Linked DNA regions of Mus musculus: all the other regions are linked to region 3. A link is a contact called in public promoter capture Hi-C data. All regions are on one chromosome and are shown on one strand. The core of a region is the stretch at or near the end of the contact, and the rest is flanking DNA. Distances in the headings are between cores, read along the strand shown.

Evidence for each region. Promoter capture Hi-C pulls out the DNA fragments that hold promoters and counts their contacts.
Region 1: a contact with region 3 is called in a promoter capture Hi-C map of 3T3-L1-derived adipocytes, with 6 times the contacts expected there. The contact joins the enhancer-like site here to the promoter of Slc25a26 in region 3. A contact is called at or near these places in 8 of 39 promoter capture datasets (the 3T3-L1 cell line, 3T3-L1-derived adipocytes, frontonasal cranial neural crest and 4 more), 1 of 115 datasets of contacts at active chromatin or transcription factors (embryonic stem cells) and 1 of 9 other capture datasets (adipose tissue).
Region 2: a contact with region 3 is called in a promoter capture Hi-C map of hippocampal neurons, with 2.8 times the contacts expected there. The contact joins the promoter of AY512915 here to the promoter of Slc25a26 in region 3. A contact is called at or near these places in 2 of 39 promoter capture datasets (hippocampal neurons and liver).

The regions. Positions count from the first base shown.
Region 1 is chr6:93,756,577-93,759,276 of GRCm38.p6, forward strand. It overlaps Magi1 (membrane associated guanylate kinase, WW and PDZ domain containing 1), which reads right to left. Exons shown (of 24, transcript NM_001029850.4): 9 at 1,079-1,188. Among named protein-coding and RNA genes, the nearest start is that of Gm23035, 36 kb to the right of the region's middle. Within about 2 kb of position 1,290, at least 78 of the 459 cell types and tissues checked have an H3K27ac peak or open chromatin away from gene starts, as enhancers often do. A contact at or near this core is called in 3T3-L1-derived adipocytes, adipose tissue, embryonic stem cells and 1 more, where this site is marked.
Region 2 is chr6:95,332,591-95,335,290 of GRCm38.p6, forward strand. It overlaps AY512915 (cDNA sequence AY512915), which reads right to left and starts at 1,403. Exons shown (of 4, transcript NR_033559.1): 1 at 1,283-1,403.
Region 3 is chr6:94,498,941-94,501,640 of GRCm38.p6, forward strand. Slc25a26 (solute carrier family 25 (mitochondrial carrier, phosphate carrier), member 26) reads left to right here and starts at 1,374. Exons shown (of 10, transcript NM_026255.5): 1 at 1,374-1,517. The coding sequence starts at 1,485.

The DNA.
Region 1 (2,700 bases), core at 40-2,539, 740 kb before region 3:
GAGGTCCTCAGTACAATTTCTAGCACCATACACATTTAAAATATATAGTATATAAATTAATTATGTTAAATATTTAATATATAAATTAATTAAATATATAATAATATATAGCATATAATATGTATTATATATAACGTGGGAACAAAAGTGTTATAGTTCATATTCACATAATTGATATTATACTTAGATGGTATAAAGCCTACCACTGAAAGATTTAATGAAAAATTAGGAAAACCTTAAATATTAATAAATGGATAGCTACATATTAGTAGAAACACTCATTACGTAGCACATCTTTTAGCCATTAAAACTATGAGTCAACTCAAACCTTCAAGCAGGTTTAAGAAATAAAAAGTGAAAAAAAGTTGCTCAAATGAAATATATTTACTCACAAAATTATTCTTGGTTTTGGTATTTGTGATTTTTATTTACCAGAAAAATTCTACACAGTGAGCCCCTAAGAATGGGATGGGGCAAGCACTGGAAGATTTAATGTTCCCCCCTCTTCCTGGGTTATTTTGATTTCTCTAAAGAATATGAATTTGTTTGGGGCAGTGGTGGCACACGCCTTTAATCCCAGTACTTGGGAGGCAGAGGCAGGCGGATTTCTGAGTTTGAGGCCAGCCTGGTGTACAGAGTGAGATCTAGGACAGCCAGGGCTACACAGAGAACCCTGTCTTGAAAAACCAAAATAAAATAAAAAAAAAATAAAAGAATATGATTTGTGACTTCCCAGAAGCATGCAGATCCTTCTGTACGGCGTTTCTAACGTGAAAAAGGAGCCTAGTGCCCAGAAACTCTGCTTAAATGTTACACAGGGATCACCATGCAAATGCTGCAGGGGCCCAAATTCCCTCAGCTCCGCAAGTTAAATTCCATCCAAAGCAAGGCAGAGGTCTGAGCGCTATGCAGGGGCGCCCCCTTCTGCAGTGTGCTGGGGTGTGCTGTTGGAGGGAGGGGTGACTAGAGGAGAAAAGAATCTATCATCAAGGCCAGCTCTGACCACACGGGGGTGACAGTGCCTAGGCTTTACCCCACACTCCCAGCTCAGGGAAATGCCTCCAGCAAAGAAGCCAACCTTCTGGCTGCGGTGGCTGAGGCTGCTGCTGTTGCTGCTGCTGTTCAAGCTGTTTCTTCCGTTTGGCTTCTAGGACTGGGTTTTCATATTGCGTCTTCCTGTTGATGTGGCTGGGAAGAAAGGAAAGCAGTTCTCAGGGAGGAAATACTCATTCTAGCAAGAAAAGGCCGGGCAAATCGATTAGTTGAGGCACAGCAGAGGGTCTGGAGTGGATATGCAGATAGACATAAACACAGCTCCCATTATGGCTGTGTATGTGCAGTGAGACCTAGGGTGTGGTTGGAATGCATCTTACTAGAAATCCCTAGCAAATGTCCTGAGGCAAATAGCTTTACTCACCAGCGGAAAGCCCTTGTTTACAGGGAACCTGTTCCCAGAGCCCCAGTGAATGCTGGAGCCCAGGATAGCGTCCAATCCAATATGAATATGGTTTTCCCTCTGCATCTGTACACACCTATGACCCAGTTTAACTTATAAAACAAGCACAGCAACAGATCAACAGCAACAATTCACTGTAGCCCTCAGTAGTTTCCACATATGATTTATTTCCTTAGCCACTTAAAGGAACTTCTGCCTGCCTCTTCAGCACGTTCCAATTGCCCACGCTGTGACCTTTGTGCTCTGGGCCTATCAGGAAGTTAAATAAGGGACATTTGAACACAGTGTATGACAGTGTATGACACTGTGACAGCTGACCTTGTAACTGAGCTGGCCACCAAGTGACTGATTGACAGGCAGTGCATAAAGCTTAGCTGCACTGGATGAGGGGTGCTTTGTGGCCTAATCTCCATGGAGCAGCAAGGAAAGAGACCTTACCGTGCCCTGAATGACACCCAACTTGAAACTTAAATTTTATTTATTTTTTTCTAAAGTTTTCTATGCCATTTTTTTTTTCAAGCAACAATTCACCTTGAGTATGTGAAGCATGTAAGTGTGGACACAATAGTATTTCATGTGGGGATGAGAAGTACGCCTCTGTGTAGTTCTCTTTGTGTGGCATTATTAACTAGTATGCTCACTCAGCTATGCTTGCTTTTGAATTCAAGGGCTTGAGCCAGTGACTCTACCCCTATTTCAAAGCTAGCATCTGAGAGGGGGGGGGTACATTAAATTCACCAAGAAGTACACTCTGAATTACTAAGAATTAAGAGTCAACTGGAGCTGGGATGTTGTCTGTGGTCTACAATAGCAAAACTCTTGAATGGCTTTACATAGCAAGGTATGGAGAAGCCTAAGGGTGAAGTCAAAAGGACTCCACTAACATCTGTCAATTATGGCAACCCAATGAATGACCAAGAGGAAAGACCAAATTCACAGCCTATAGGCAATGATAGTTCTAAGGTAGTTAAACTATGTGAATGCAATGTATTTAAAGTGACAAAGATCCAGACATTTTAGATGACTCTGTCACTAGTAAGGCCGGGCAAGCACACGCACTTACCCCCACAACGCACACACATCAACATACACCCATCATCCACATGAGTGTTTCTGTGTGATGGCCTTATTTATTTTGTATTTATACTAAGTATAAATACATGTATATATAGATGGTTTCACATATACATATGTGTGTATGTACACGTGTATGTACTCCTTTAGCCAAAACAACAGTTCATTAG
Region 2 (2,700 bases), core at 153-2,652, 830 kb after region 3:
CAATATTGGCTTGAATCAGCCACAGCTGCAGTTGCTGTAACTGAGGACCAGCTGCTGGGACAAATGATCTCTCCAGCCCCCTACCCTGTGCCACCTGGACTGCTCTTTCGCCGCAACTTCTGATCAAACCCACAGGCATTTGGATTTCAATTCTAGCATTTTTTTTCTTATATAAAGATGGCATTCTGAACTGAGAAAGGAACACTAAAGAGGACCAGGAGACTGAACAATCAATGTCCTGGGACTAAGGACCATTTGGAACTAAGAACCATTACCATGGGAAACAGTGGGGCAAAAAGGTTAGACGCATAAGAGAAACAGGATGTGGTAGGAAGCCATGGGTCCAGCCTTCACTAGCCTAGGCAATTTGGAGTTCTCTGGGCCACCATTTCTTCATTCAGAATATATGTTTAATGGCTGGTTGTAGAACTTAAAATTCAAGTAAGTATTTTTAAGCAACCACCATGCACCAGAGACTCTTGTGAACACTGGTAGGAGAACAATAATTGAAACAAAGCCTGTATTTATGTGGCATATTTGAAGTGACATCGTGTCAACCAGAACAATGTCTGGCACATAATAAAACTCAATACATGTCAGCTATTATTATTCATGATCTGTTTTCTCCTCAAAAGTACTACTTGCCTTTGGAAGTCATAAATCCATTTAAGCTTGTGTTTTACTTCCTGGTAGTGTCGACAGAAAGCATTCAGAATGATCATGAGACTTGTCCAGGCTTAGCAGACAGGAATACGATGATTGGTTATTGATATCTGCAGGGAGCTTGAGTTATGTGCACAGAAATACATCTGGAGGTTTGGGCCATGCTGTTTGGAAGACTTCCTTTTTTATGCAAAATACACATATGTCCTTGGGAGTATTCTCAATCTTTCTCAGGTTTGGTGTTCTGGGTAAATCCAAAAACACCATGCCCCAAATTGTTCCTTTTAGCAAACAGTTCAGAATAAGGCAAAGTCATGTTCTACTGTTGCAGGGGTCAACAGAAGCACACAGCTCAAAGGCCTATGATCTAGGGGGCTTTTCAAGAATTGGCCCAACAACCTAGCTGTAGAGATGACCCTTGTAGAGCTGTAAATCCAACTCAGTGGGACAGAAGTATTCAAATGCCTGCCAGAGATAGTAGAATAGCTTGAAGAAAAACACAAGAGTTCCAACTAAGATACATAAGCCCCAGAGATCATACCAGTAAACCAACAGGCCAGGATTCTTTCTACCTGTGTCTATCCACCCCCAAATCCCAGCTTCTCCTGTCTCTCCTCACCCCACTGGTCTTCAGTCCATTCACAGTTCCAGGCCTGACAGGGTAGAAGGACGCTGCATGGTTTCTCCTTCGTAGACATACCCCAGGGTCCAGCCTCTCCAAGTTGCTCAGGAGCTAATGTGAAATCAAGCCCTTCCCAGCAATGTTAAATAGAAGCTTCCTGTGTTCCCTTGAAGCTCCCACCTGCAGCACCAGTCTGGGGGCAGTTCTTCATTGGAATCATCTGTGTCCACTCACGTGGAAGCCAAATTCACAACAGGTAGCTGTGGTAGAGGAGGTCCCTGGTGGGTGAGAGAGAGGAAGCCTTTTGTAGCTTACAGCTTACAGGTGGACAGACAAGATGACATGCTGTTTTAAGAACCGCAGGGACCTATGCAGAGCCTGGGATATGGGCTTATGTGCTAGTTCAACTTCCACACATCGCAGAGGCTGCAGGCTACTAAATTATTTTCATCCTGCTCCCCGTTAAAATAGTGCCTTACACTCCAAGCCCCATACTATTGCTTCCAGGTAAAACAAACCCTGAATTATGCCAAATTATGTCTGAAAGTCGTACCGAGCTCCTTGGTTTCCCATGTGACATGCTGGAATTTCTTGATCAGAGCTCTGAGTGCTGGTCAGTCTCACTGACCTTGAGAAGACACAGAGCTGATCTACTCAGTCTCCACTCAGTCCCTGTGCTCCAGCTCAGAGGGCTGTAAACTTTTCTAGGCGGGCCAAATAACAAATGTGTTTGGCTCTGTAGGCCACAAAACTCCTTGACCTTGTTATAATGGAAGAGAAGAAACTAGAAAATGTAAACAAATGAACACAGCTGTGAGACAATAAAACTTTATTTACAGAATAGTGGCTTGGGTTTGGCCTACTGCTGGCTAGTGTCTGGATGTTATGAATGCCATCTAAAATAAAATCATAAACATAATTAAAATATTATGACGTATTCTTGCAAATTTTTTTTCACAAGGGGGATTGCTTAGTTCTCCATTGTGAGCTTTGTAGATGACAACATTTCCTCTTGAGGTTGAAAGCTGGACACAGCTGTCTACTCGTCTCTTCCCCTGATCTAGCACACTGTGTCATTAGTGAGTCTATGTTTAGTATAAAATAGACCAGTTAAACTTCTTGCTCAGTCTCCACAAGGGCTGAAAGCAGAAGTGGATGTGTGGTGTGGCGCAGTAGGCACAGAAATGTGTGGGTGTAGGTACCCCGTTTCTGGGCACAGACAGGAAATCCAACAGCAAGAACATTTGGAGGCATTTTAAGAACTGTGACCACGTGACCATGCAACCACTTCCTAGGATTTCGCTGAAACTTCAAGGTGCCACTATGCTGTGAGCAGATGTCTTAAGCTCCATTCCAGTGACAGATTTTATTTTGGGGAATCCTGCCCAAATCCAAATGTTTATGAAATTCTTGAA
Region 3 (2,700 bases), core at 124-2,623:
TACACCCACACGATGTGAAATGGCTAAGTCAGCCATTAGCATGTATAATTCCTTAAATATCATTTCTTTGTGGGTCATCTTTGAAATTTTCTATTTTCTTTTAGTTCTCTATAAAAATATATAACAGTGACTAGGTAGGTGGAACTATATATGTAGCCTTTGTGGCTACATCTATACTGCCCTTGCATGTTCAAGACCCTAGAAAGAAAACCCAAATTATTATCCAAGTGTAATGGCTCACATCTGTAATTCCAACATTTGGGAGGCAGAGGCAGGACAATTGTTATGAGTTTGAGGTCACCAGAACTACATAACTACATTGCCAGTTCTAGCCTATCATAGGCTACAGTGAAACTCAAATACCAACTGAAATACACACACACACACACACACACACACACACGTAAGTAAATTGTAAACTAGCAATCCTACTGTCCTGCAGAGCAATGGTACTTATTCTTCCTGTCTTCCTCCATCTACACGAGGGCCCTGCTAGGTAAACACATATTCTACCATTGAGTTACACTCACTATTAAGCTGTATTTTTTTAAGTATTAAATTCTATTTATTTCACTATCAACATATTAATATGTAATAAAATATAATATGCAAAATATATGATATACAATAAATATTAGGTATGTCCACAGACATTGGGAGACAGCTTGTGGGAACTGGTTGTCTCTTTCACCCTATGGGTCCCAGGGAGTGAACTCAGGTTGCAGGGTTGGTGGCAAGAGCTTTTACCTGCAGAACCATCTCACTCGCCCTATCTAATAGGAATTTGTTAGTTGTCACCTCCAGAATTGGAGGCAAGCGCCTTTACCTACTAAGCTATCTCACTGGCCCTAACTAATTGTATTTTGATAGCAGCTACCTCCATCCTTCTTCCCTTCGTAGTCTCTAGTGATCACTCTCCTACTTTAAGTACATTAATTTAAAGAGAAATAAACGTCAGTACAAATGGAGAATACTTTTTTTTTTTTTTTGGTAATAAAAACGTATTTTTGTTTAACATTTTTTTTCTTTCTTTCTGGAATTGGATCAACAGAAATCCAGCCAGCCTGCACAGATAAAGCGAAGGAATAACGGACTTGGATTGTGAGTAGGAAACCACAGGGCTGGCCTTCAGGTACAGGCAGTGCCGCCTGGTCCCAGTCCTGCCAGCTCTGGTCTCTCCTCCGGGGTCTTTCGTAGATCCCATCCGGGGCCACAGGCTTGTGCGAGGCTCTTGCCTAGCGCCTCCGGAGCCGGCTGCTGAAGGACAGGAAGCCGGAGAAGCTCCAAACCCCAGGGTCCTCCAGGAAAGGCTCAGCGACCAGCACCGAGCGACGCACGTGCTTTTGTTGTGGTGTGACGTCACGAGTTCTGCCCCGGAAGTAGTTGCTCCATATCCCGCCCCAACATGGCGGCGCCCAGCTCTTTAAGTCAGCACCTGCTTTTGCCCAGCTTGTGATTTTTAACCTTGGCGGCGTTGGGAGACCATGGACGCGCCGGGCTTCACGGCCTCGCTGGTGGTGAGTACCGGGTAGGGGTGGGCTGCTGGGTGCAGGCTGCGTGGGAGCTGTGGCGGCTTCTCTGCACTGCCGCTTTCTTCCGGGTTTAAGCAGTGGTCGGTCTGTCCTCAGGTCACTGGCTGCTAGATCTAGGACCAAGCCTAGAGACGTCTGGGAAGTCTGTTCTCAAGGCTTGGTGGCTTCTGATGGGCTTTTAGAGATGAGGTATGCTTGACACATTGTCTTATTTACTGAAGGCTTCAGTAAATTAAGACTTCCCTTGTACACCATATTCACCTGAACTTGGGAATTAAACATGCAAATACACACTATTCAGGAAAACACTTACGACCCATCCATCCAAGATACTAGCTTGTCTTTTTGAAGTTTCTACACATTTAGTTCCTAGTAATCTGCTCATTTTTCTCCACGTTTAGGCTTTGAAGAAATACTGAGCATAAGTAGTGGTGTTGTGGAGTCGATGGTTTATTGGCTAATTCTGTCGATTTATGAGAACCAGTGCTTTTTGAGGGGCCTATAACAGCAGGTCTAGCAGGAGATAATAGATTTAGCAGATGTAAGAGAGACTGGTTAACTTTGATTTTATTCTGGAAGAGTGAACAGAAGCAGACAAGAAATACCTTCATTTTTAAAATGCTCCTGCTAAGGGCAAATAGAAGCCCAGGGGCATTTGTTTACAGAACTAGCTACTGCTCTGATGGAAGGGTTGGAGATAGAGTGTTGAACAAGAGAAACCTGCCCATAAGAGTTAGATGTAGGAGACAGTACAGAAGTGACTGCTCGGGTAAGTGACAGGTGGACTAGGTTCAGGACATTATGGGAAGAGGTGATAACAGGTTATGGGCCAGGCATCCTAAATATATGAGATTCATTTGTGTTTGGGGAGATGGCTCAGTAGTTATAGCATCTGTAGTTCAGTTCCCAGAACCCTGGGAAATGTTGGGTGGGTCTGGTGGCCCATGTGTAATTCCGGTGCTCAGAAGGTGGAGACAAGGGATCCCTGGAGCAAGCTGGTGAGCTAGACTAACCTTTAGTGATCTCTAGATCCTTTGCTTCAGTGAAGAAAGAGGAGAGACAATGAGAAAGACTTCTGACTCAAGGTTGGGCTGCACACACACACACACACACACACACACACACACACACACACATATGTGCACGAGCACAAGCACATAGCACATCG